Linked DNA regions of Oryctolagus cuniculus: regions 1 and 2 are each linked to region 3. Evidence: chromatin contacts called from public Hi-C data. All regions are on one chromosome and are shown on one strand. The core of a region is the stretch at or near the end of the contact, and the rest is flanking DNA. Distances in the headings are between cores, read along the strand shown.

What was found. Hi-C and Micro-C count contacts between places; a contact is called where the count stands out from the background.
Region 1: a contact with region 3 is called in a Hi-C map of skin fibroblasts, with 4 times the contacts expected there. The contact joins the promoter of DDX20 here to the enhancer-like site in region 3. A contact is called at or near these places in 3 of 6 Hi-C or Micro-C datasets (ear pinna, psoas muscle and skin fibroblasts).
Region 2: a contact with region 3 is called in a Hi-C map of embryonic fibroblasts, with 4 times the contacts expected there. The contact joins the promoter of LOC100351336 here to the enhancer-like site in region 3. A contact is called at or near these places in 4 of 6 Hi-C or Micro-C datasets (ear pinna, embryonic fibroblasts, psoas muscle and 1 more).

What each region holds. Positions count from the first base shown.
Region 1 is chr7:58,618,515-58,621,378 of mOryCun1.1, reverse strand. It overlaps DDX20 (DEAD-box helicase 20), which reads left to right and starts at 1,521. Exons shown (of 12, transcript XM_051856157.2): 1 at 1,521-1,651; 2 at 1,772-2,126; 3 at 2,442-2,536. The coding sequence starts at 1,820.
Region 2 is chr7:58,670,031-58,672,730 of mOryCun1.1, reverse strand. It overlaps LOC100351336 (large ribosomal subunit protein uL6-like), which reads right to left and starts at 1,395. Exons shown (of 1, transcript XM_051856159.2): 1 at 1-1,395. The coding sequence starts at 168. RAP1A (RAP1A, member of RAS oncogene family) reads left to right here. Exons shown (of 8, transcript XM_002715775.5): 6 at 1,389-1,532.
Region 3 is chr7:58,861,853-58,864,575 of mOryCun1.1, reverse strand. All of the region lies in intron 2 of LOC127493409 (a long non-coding RNA gene), which reads right to left. Among named protein-coding and RNA genes, the nearest start is that of ADORA3, 14 kb to the left of the region's middle. Within about 2 kb of position 1,330, at least 5 of the 8 cell types and tissues checked have an H3K27ac peak or open chromatin away from gene starts, as enhancers often do. A contact at or near this core is called in ear pinna, where this site is marked.

The DNA.
Region 1 (2,864 bases), core at 272-2,771, 240 kb after region 3:
AGCAAGTCCTCGCTACGATTATGTCAGTGAAATAGCAGAGGGGGTTACCGAGAGGAAGCCGGGGACCCACGGAGCCAGCTCCCCATCCGTCTCCTTAACTTTATGGGGACAGTCGACATTTTCTGAATATTTTGTGAACTGCTAAGCAAAACACGTCTTCAGGACCCCCTTTCCATGGAATTATCATGCCAGAGCCCCTCTTACATCATTTGGAACCCAGCCCACCCCTGTGGTTGGTTGTGTGTGTGTGTATTTGAGAGAGAGAGAGAAGGGGGTGGGAGACAATGACCAGGATTATAATCTAAGAACAAAGTTTTGGGTGGATGCAATTGTGAATATGATTAGGTTCCAGAAAAATCTTTATAGTTTATTCATTTATTTGAGATGCTGAGCTACAGGCAGAGAGAGGAAGAGACACAGAGATCTTCCATCTGCTGGTTCACTCCCCAAATGCCCTCAACAGCTGGAGCTCTGCCAAAATCTAAGGCAGGAGCCAGGATATTTCTCTGGGTCTCTAGAAATATATATTTTTTTTGACAGGCAGAGTTAGACAGTGAGTGAGACAGAGAGAAAGGTTTTCCTTCCATTGGTTCACCCCTCAAATGGCTGCTATGGCTGGCGCGCTGTGTCGATCTGAAGCCAGGAGCCAGGTGCTTCCTCCTGGTCTCCCATGCGGGTGCAGGGCCCAAGCACTTGGGCCATCCTCCACTGCACTCCCTGGCCACAGCAGAGAGCTGGACTGGAAGAGGGGCAACCGGGACAGAATCTGGCACCCCGACCGGGACTAGAACCCGGTGTGCCGGCACCGCAGGCGGAGGATTAGCCTAGTGAGCTGCAGCGCGGGCCTAGAAATATTTAAATTTGGAATTTTGACTAAGGCTTTGTTCTAGCAGCTCATTCGATGCCTATTAGCATTCAGTATGTCGCATCCTGCTATTCCCACGAGGGATATGGCGGAGGGCAAGGTGGAACAGATCAGAGACCCACACCAAGCACATACAACGTCAGGCAGTTCTAAGTGGGCAGAAAAATCAAGCAGAACAAGGCTTTAGAGAGCAGTGGGAAAGGCCAGGGAGCAGGCAGGACGGGGGAGCTCTCTCTGCGAGTTCAAGAAGGACCTCTTGGAAAACGCGGTAGTTGGAGCAGGTGTTCGGCCTGGGTGCGCGTCCGGGCTCTGCGTCCCACGTAGCTCCCTGCTAACGGGCACCCTGGGAGGCAGCAGGGGGTGGCTCACACTCACGAGCCCTTGCCACCCACGTGGGACACACGGCTGGGGCCTCGGGCTCCTGGCTTCCAAAAGACCGGCCCGGCCGGGGCGGGTGCGGGGCATTTGGGGAGTGAACCAGCGGATGGAAGATCTGTTTCCGTCTCTATGCCTTTGAAGTGAAAGCCACAATGAAAATAAGCAGCTACAGGAAGGAAAAGCGGTAAAGACCGCCCCACGCCGCGCGGAGAGACGGCGGGCTGGGATGCGGAGGGCGGCGCGCGCGGCAGCGAGGCTGGGGGGCTGGCGCCGGCAGTGACGCCTCGGGCGCATCACAAAGAGCCTGCGGAGGCCGCGCCGCCACCGTCCGCCAGAGGGCGGGAGGCGGGCGCCGCCCGCTTCGTGGGCACGCGGCGCCCTCTGCAGGCCGCAGGCGGCCATACATTGGTAGCCTCCTTCCCCTTCCCGCCTTCCGCGGGTCACTTTTTTTTTTTTTTTTTTTGGTGGTTGTGTTCGGTGTCCTCGCGGGAAGGCTGCCAATAAAGTTTTTTCTCTTCTCGCTTCCAGGAACCCCGCCTCGCTCCAAGTACCGCGAGATCTGACGGCGCGGCAGCCATGGCGGCGGCGTTTGAAGCCGCGGCGGCTTCGGCCACCGCAGAGACCGTTATGCCGGCGGCGGTGGAGCCCGTGGCCGCGCCGGCCTCAGCCCCGGAGCCGAGTCCTGGGCCCGTGCGGAGCCTGCGGACTGCTCACGACATCGGCGGCCCGCGGACCCGCACGGGGGACGTGCTGTTGGCCGAGCCGGCGGACTTCGAGTCGCTGCTGCTGTCGCGGCCCGTGCTGGAGGGGCTGCGGGCGGCGGGCTTCGAGAGACCCTCGCCCGTGCAGCTCAAGGCCATCCCGCTGGGGCGCTGCGGGCTCGGTGAGGGTGGGCGCCCGGGAGAGGCGGGCGGGGCCGGGGAGGGGGTCGAGACGCGGCGGCGGCGGTCCCGATCGGCAGCCGGTCTCCCTTTTGTAAAGCTCAGGCGCACAGCGCTGGCGGGCGGCCTGCTTGAGGTCGGCGGTGAAGGTCCGGGGAGCAGATGTGTTTCTGGACAACGGCCTCGTGCGTTTCCGCGAGTCGGCCCGCACCGAGGGTGCCGCCACGTTAGACCCTTGCCGCCGGGATTCCTCCCGGGGACGGGAAGCTGCGTCAGGCTGTACCGGCTGCTGCTAATGTCTTTCCGTTCTTTGTCAGATTTAATTGTTCAGGCTAAGTCTGGCACTGGGAAAACCTGTGTGTTCTCCACCATTGCTTTGGACTCGCTGATTCTTGAAAACTTAAGCACCCAGGTGAGTTCGGTTCAGAGGACGGGAAGAGGGCGTTGATCGCAGGCCAGATGTAACGCCAGTGGATCCGACGAATGGTTGAGCTACTCCACGCGAAAGGCCTGTGGGTAACTTGCACAACGTTAGCGACTGAGGATGGGGGATTAGTATTCGAAGTCTGGAATTTTCAGTTATTACAGAAGAAAGCCATTACAAGCATCGCGCTGCCATTACTTGAGAATATCTTTTACCTGCTGTCTAGATTGTGGTGCGACAGCCTCTGGCTTGATTCAGGGTGATGGGTGCTGTGACTGCAGGGGGCTCCTAAAGCCCTGTGAAAATCTCTTCTTGA
Region 2 (2,700 bases), core at 146-2,645, 190 kb after region 3:
CCGGAGCCTCTTCTTTTTCTTTCCCAGGAGACTGAGTTCCACATTGATGTGGTTGAAGTCCTTCCGCAGGGTTCCTCTGGGCCCCTTCACAATGACTGTGCGCCCCTTCAGACTGATGTCGACATTTTCTGGGATGTCGACCGTCTGATTGCTGAGAATGGTCTTCATTCTCGCAGTAGATGCGGCAAAGAGAGCAGCTGGATTTTTTAAAATTTAATTTTGCTTTGGAAATTTTGTCTAAATTAAAAATAACATTTTTGCCAAGATGAAATATATAATTCATGTTTACCTCAGTTTTGAACAGCAAAGAATTTTCTTTTCGGTTGTACAAATTAGGATATACAGTTTCAGCTGTTTTTGTGTCTTCTCTCCAATTATTAATGAGAGCATATACATATGCTCATGACCTTGACTTAGTAATATTGTTGGTGGAAGGGCTTTACACCATTGACTCATAACCAACTGTGACCTAATGAGTACTTTTCTTCCTTTCCATGACTAAGAAAGTTGTTTTCATAGGCAATTATTTGCAAGTCACTGAGCCCTAGTTATGTTAATCCCTCTATCCTGTATGATAAACTAAAAAAGATGGATTTGAAGATGTCTGATGGGTTTAGTCTAATTTGTGACAATTGCCCATTCCACCAGGTCTCTCCTAAATTCTTTCCTTTGTATAGTGTTCATCACCTTACAAACAAATGACTTTGTTTTCTTGACACCCTTTTACTAAGAAAGTTAATAAACTTTGTTTTGGCTGCCTATTTTACTGGAAATAGGAAGTCATAACTACATGTAGCTGAGCATCTGTGATACGGAGTAAAAAAGGAATACATAACTGCTTTCTGGCTTTATTTTTATTGTTCATCTTTTTTAACTCCTCAATTATAGACAGGTCTTCAAATCTACGTCTAGAATAGATGTTAAATGTAGATAGATATAGGACCTGTTTCTATGTTGGTCTTGGCATTGCTTGAGCGTTTGTTTTGTCTGTGAGATGAAGCACTTAAGTCAGGTCCAATGAACACATTCTCTGTATTGCAAGAAGTTTCTTTCCTTTTCAGAGTTTTCTACTTGGTATTCATCTATCACAAATAGTCAGCATGAGAATTTGGGGATTATATTCCTAAAATAATTTAGCATATGACTGCGATAGGATCTCTTCCATGTTTTTTGATATTTACCCTTTCCCCCCAACATACATATATATAATTACTACAATACAATATATATATATGCATACATACACACACAACACCTTTTTATGAGGGTACTTGGCAAACCTAATAATCCTAATAAATTTCAGTTAGTGGCAGATAATTGGTTATTTGTAAGAAGAGAGCAAGTAATAAGTATTTCATTGCTCATTTTATGTTTCTTCTTTCCCATAGGTTCCAATGATTTTGGTTGGCAATAAATGTGACCTGGAAGATGAGCGAGTAGTTGGCAAGGAACAGGGCCAGAATTTAGCAAGACAATGGTGTAACTGTGCCTTTTTAGAATCTTCTGCAAAGTCAAAGATCAATGTTAATGAGGTAACCTACAGCTGCTGGGCAGCACAAATAAGTGCCTTTTTATTTTCCTTGGCTTTAATTAACACCTAAAAATTTTTTAAGAAAACGTTTTGTTCTTCTAAGCAATTGTGTTTCTGTCACTTTGTACAAAACACTAATTATTTCTAGAAACCTTATTCTTAAACTTGCATAGGATCATTTTGATGGCTATAATGAGGACACTTCAATTTTTTTGTCAAGAAAGTTAAAGAATTTGTATAAAATCCTGATAAGCCTCTAAATGATTTGCCAGAAGGTGGTGTTTCAGAACTGTCATATCACCCTGTATTGTAGTAATTATCTGTCTAGATGCATGTAAATGGGTTCTAAAGTCAAGTAAAGAAACACAGCAAGCAAAGTAGTTTATTATAAGAAGTTTTTGTTGCACAAAATGATGTTGCTACCTTTGGAATCACAAGATTTGGTGTTCTGAATCTTGCCGTGCCTTTGGTGCGTGATGCAAAGAAAAGGAATTTGTGAGAGTGTGGACATGTAACTGGAATCCACTCAGACCATTAGAGCTGATAGAGCAGCTGCATAAACTCTGTGTGTGTCCGTGTGTCTGTGTGTATCCATCCGTCCCTGAGTTAAACACTCCACTATCTTGACAGCGTAGCTATAGACAGAAATGCTTAGCAAGTAAGCTGCACGTCTGGGTGTAAACGGCCTGTTTTCTGGGGTCCTAAAATTTAGTGCAGTTCTTAACTGCCCCCATCAATCAAGGGTCCTTTTCCTTTTGTTAACTTTACTGTGCACCTTGTTTAAAAACAAAACAGACTGGGTTTTTTCTTTCCTTTTCTGTTGCCTGTGTGCTTGTCATTTGTGGCATCATTAGAATGGGCCAGAGTTCATATTATTTAGGGCACAGGTGAGAGAAGAGCAGATTTGGTTATCAGAGTTCTGTGATTTTCTTGCTGTCCTCTCTGATCTGTGATTTTGTAGATCCCTTTTCCTTCATTGATAATTGTAGACTATTACCTGACTTTTAAAATGGCCAGGTTACCTTAGGTGCCTGATAGAAAACACTTAAACATGCTAGATACAAATCATATGTTTTACAAAACCATTTTTAAAAACTACATAAAAATAAGAAATTAACAGATTTAACTTCTTCAGGAAATACTTACTGAGTACATACTATGCATATGGT
Region 3 (2,723 bases), core at 81-2,580:
TCCTTCCCGTCCTGTTCAAGGAAGTCTTGCTCTCCCTAAGGTCAGGAGCCATGCTGGGGACTTCCCCAGGCTTCTGGGCTCTCTCTGGGCCTGGCACCAGGCTGGCACAACATCCAAGCTTCCATTCACCTTCCAGTTGCCCTGTCACAGGTTCTGCCTGACCCCGGGTGCAGCACTGTGACACAGCCAGTCCTTGTCATCGCAGCTACTGCCTGTGGGGAAAGAAACCCCCGTCCAGCAAGGTTAAGTATCTTGCCCCAGCTTGCCCTGCCCGTGAGAGTCGTGCGGGCCGTTCCCTGCAGCAGTCACACGCCCAGCTGCCGCGTTCCATCGCCCAGAGCAGCCCATTTAATCCGTTACAATGGGAGAACTGCCTTTCGCTTGCTCATTTCTGCAGATGACTAAGAGAGCCTGGGACTTGAGAATCCTGAATGCAGCAGAAAGACAGCCCAGGGGGCCAGCTCTTCCCTACAAAGGGAATCTTTAGAGCCAAACCTACTTCTTGACCCAGACCCTAACCTGGAAAGGATACTGCCTGTGTCAGAACCCAGCCTGGGGTCCCGCTGAGCCCTTGGAGAGGAGGCGCCAGTTTCCTAAACTTTGGCCTACCCATGCTCAGCTCTGCTCCTTTGACCATGGACATCACCAGCTGAGAGCGGTAGCCCGAGAGAAAGCTAAGCATCTGAGAAGCCAGAGGGTTGGTGTTCCAGCAGTCCCTGCGAGGAGTCCCCTGGGCGCGCAGGGCGCCAGCGGTGAGAGGCACCTGGATGCCTGCCCTGGCACCCCGAAGTGGAGGAAGCCAGAGGCGGCAGAGGAGGGCCCCGAGGCGGCTTTTCGCGCGTTGGCTGTGGCTGTCGGCTCCTGTCCCCCCCTCTCCGCCGCGGCGCGGGGAGGGCGGCTGTCGCTGTGATTCACCCGCGACACAATTTGAGGATGCTGGCGGTGCAGCCGGCCGGACACGCTCCTCCGGAACTGCGCCAGCCGCGGACGACGCCCAGCAGACCGCAGAGGCCCGCGCAGCCCCGGCCCACAGAGGGGCCGCTCCCCGGCGGCGGCTGGCGGCAGCGGCTCGGCGGCGACGCCACCGCGGCGTTCCTGCCAGGTAACACAGACGCTGCAGGTCGGGTCACAGGATTCCTGCCGGGTGACAGATCTGCAGCCCCGCTCGCCCGGAGGCCAGCACCGTGGGCCTGGCCCAGGGCCCCGGGAGATCCACGGGGTTTGCACCTGCCTTCCAGGACTGTGGCCTTGGCTCCCTGGCCCTGCAGACCGCACCTCTCTCTCTCTGCTGGAGTTGCCTAAGCAGGAAGCTGCTCCGGGCGCATTGGAGAGAGGGGAGCTGGGCGGCCAGCCAAAGGAAGTCACAAAGAGCAGCTTAAAAATAACCCCTCCGGGCCAGCCGTGAGGAAGGAGGAGCTCTTGGAGGAGCCAACTTGGGTCGGTGAGGGCCCAGGGCCATATCAGAAAGGCCCGGAACGCAAACCGGCAGGGGTTGCTCTCGGAGCCCACCCCAGGCCCTTATCTGCCTCCCAGGCCGCTGCCAAACTTGTCCTCCTCAGAGACTTCCGGCCCCGCCGGCATCTGTTTCCTCCCCTATATTTAAACCACCAGGTTAGTGAACTACGAGGGCCAGGGAAGCACAGAGCCTCCCGCAGCGCACACACTGGGCACAAGATGAGGCCGGGGCTGTGGCCTGCTCTCTGCCCCTCTCTCTCCTCAGCCCTGCTGGGTGAGCGCGCCTCAGACCCACGATCCTGTGCTGGGAGCAGCAAAGCGGAAGTGTGCGGACGCCCCTGGCCACGGGCAGCTGGGTGGTCAGCCCCGGGGCTGGGGGATGCCTCGCCACACCGGATGTGGGGAGGAGAAGCCGCAAGAAAGGACACCTGCTTCCCGGCCTGGGCCAGAGCCCTCCTGGGTGCAGACTCTCCCCACAGCTCCACCTGGGACGTACCTAGGCCTCTTAGCTTTTTAGGCTCCATTCCACCCTTACCTAAACAGAGCTGTTTGAAGAAAGGCAGCGTGGCTACCTTAGAACTTTCAGTTCTGCCGGTCCCTCAGCCCTGGTATTGGTGGTTCCTACCCGCCTCCCTGTCTCTGCCTTCCTACCCCACACATACACACGACGTAGCCTCATGAAACATGTGATGGGAGGACAGATGCCTAAGAATCTTCTAGAAGACCCCTCCTCGTGGAAGCAAGCACCCACAGGGCAGTCTGACAGCGCACGGTTCCCCTCCTAGTCTGGGAGGCGTAGACATGGCCGAGCAGCCCTCTGTCCCACTGCCTGTGGGCAGCTGTGGCCGCGGAGGGGGGAGTGCTCTACGGTTAGCCGTGGCTGTCACAGTTGCTGTCAACTGCGTCCTGCTCCCCTGGGCTCCTCTCCACATAACCCAGGCCATTTGTCCCCGCCAGAGACAGAAGCTTGGCTTTAAAACTGTCTTCCTTCCTCACACATAGAAAGCTTCGGCTCGTCGAATGTTTTCTGTAATTTCTATTCTGGGAATTTACCCGGAGTAGAGCATTTCTGAATTTCAGCCCACAGAAACACAGGCTGGAGTCACACCAGGCTTCAGACCCCCAGCCCTGCCACTTACGCTGCCTGAGCTGGAGCAAGTGACCTTAATTGTTCTGAGCCTATTTCTGCACCTGCAAAATGAGGCTGAAGTGGGTTAACGGACGCTACCTTACGACATCGTCAGGATTTAGTGAGATGGCATTCATAA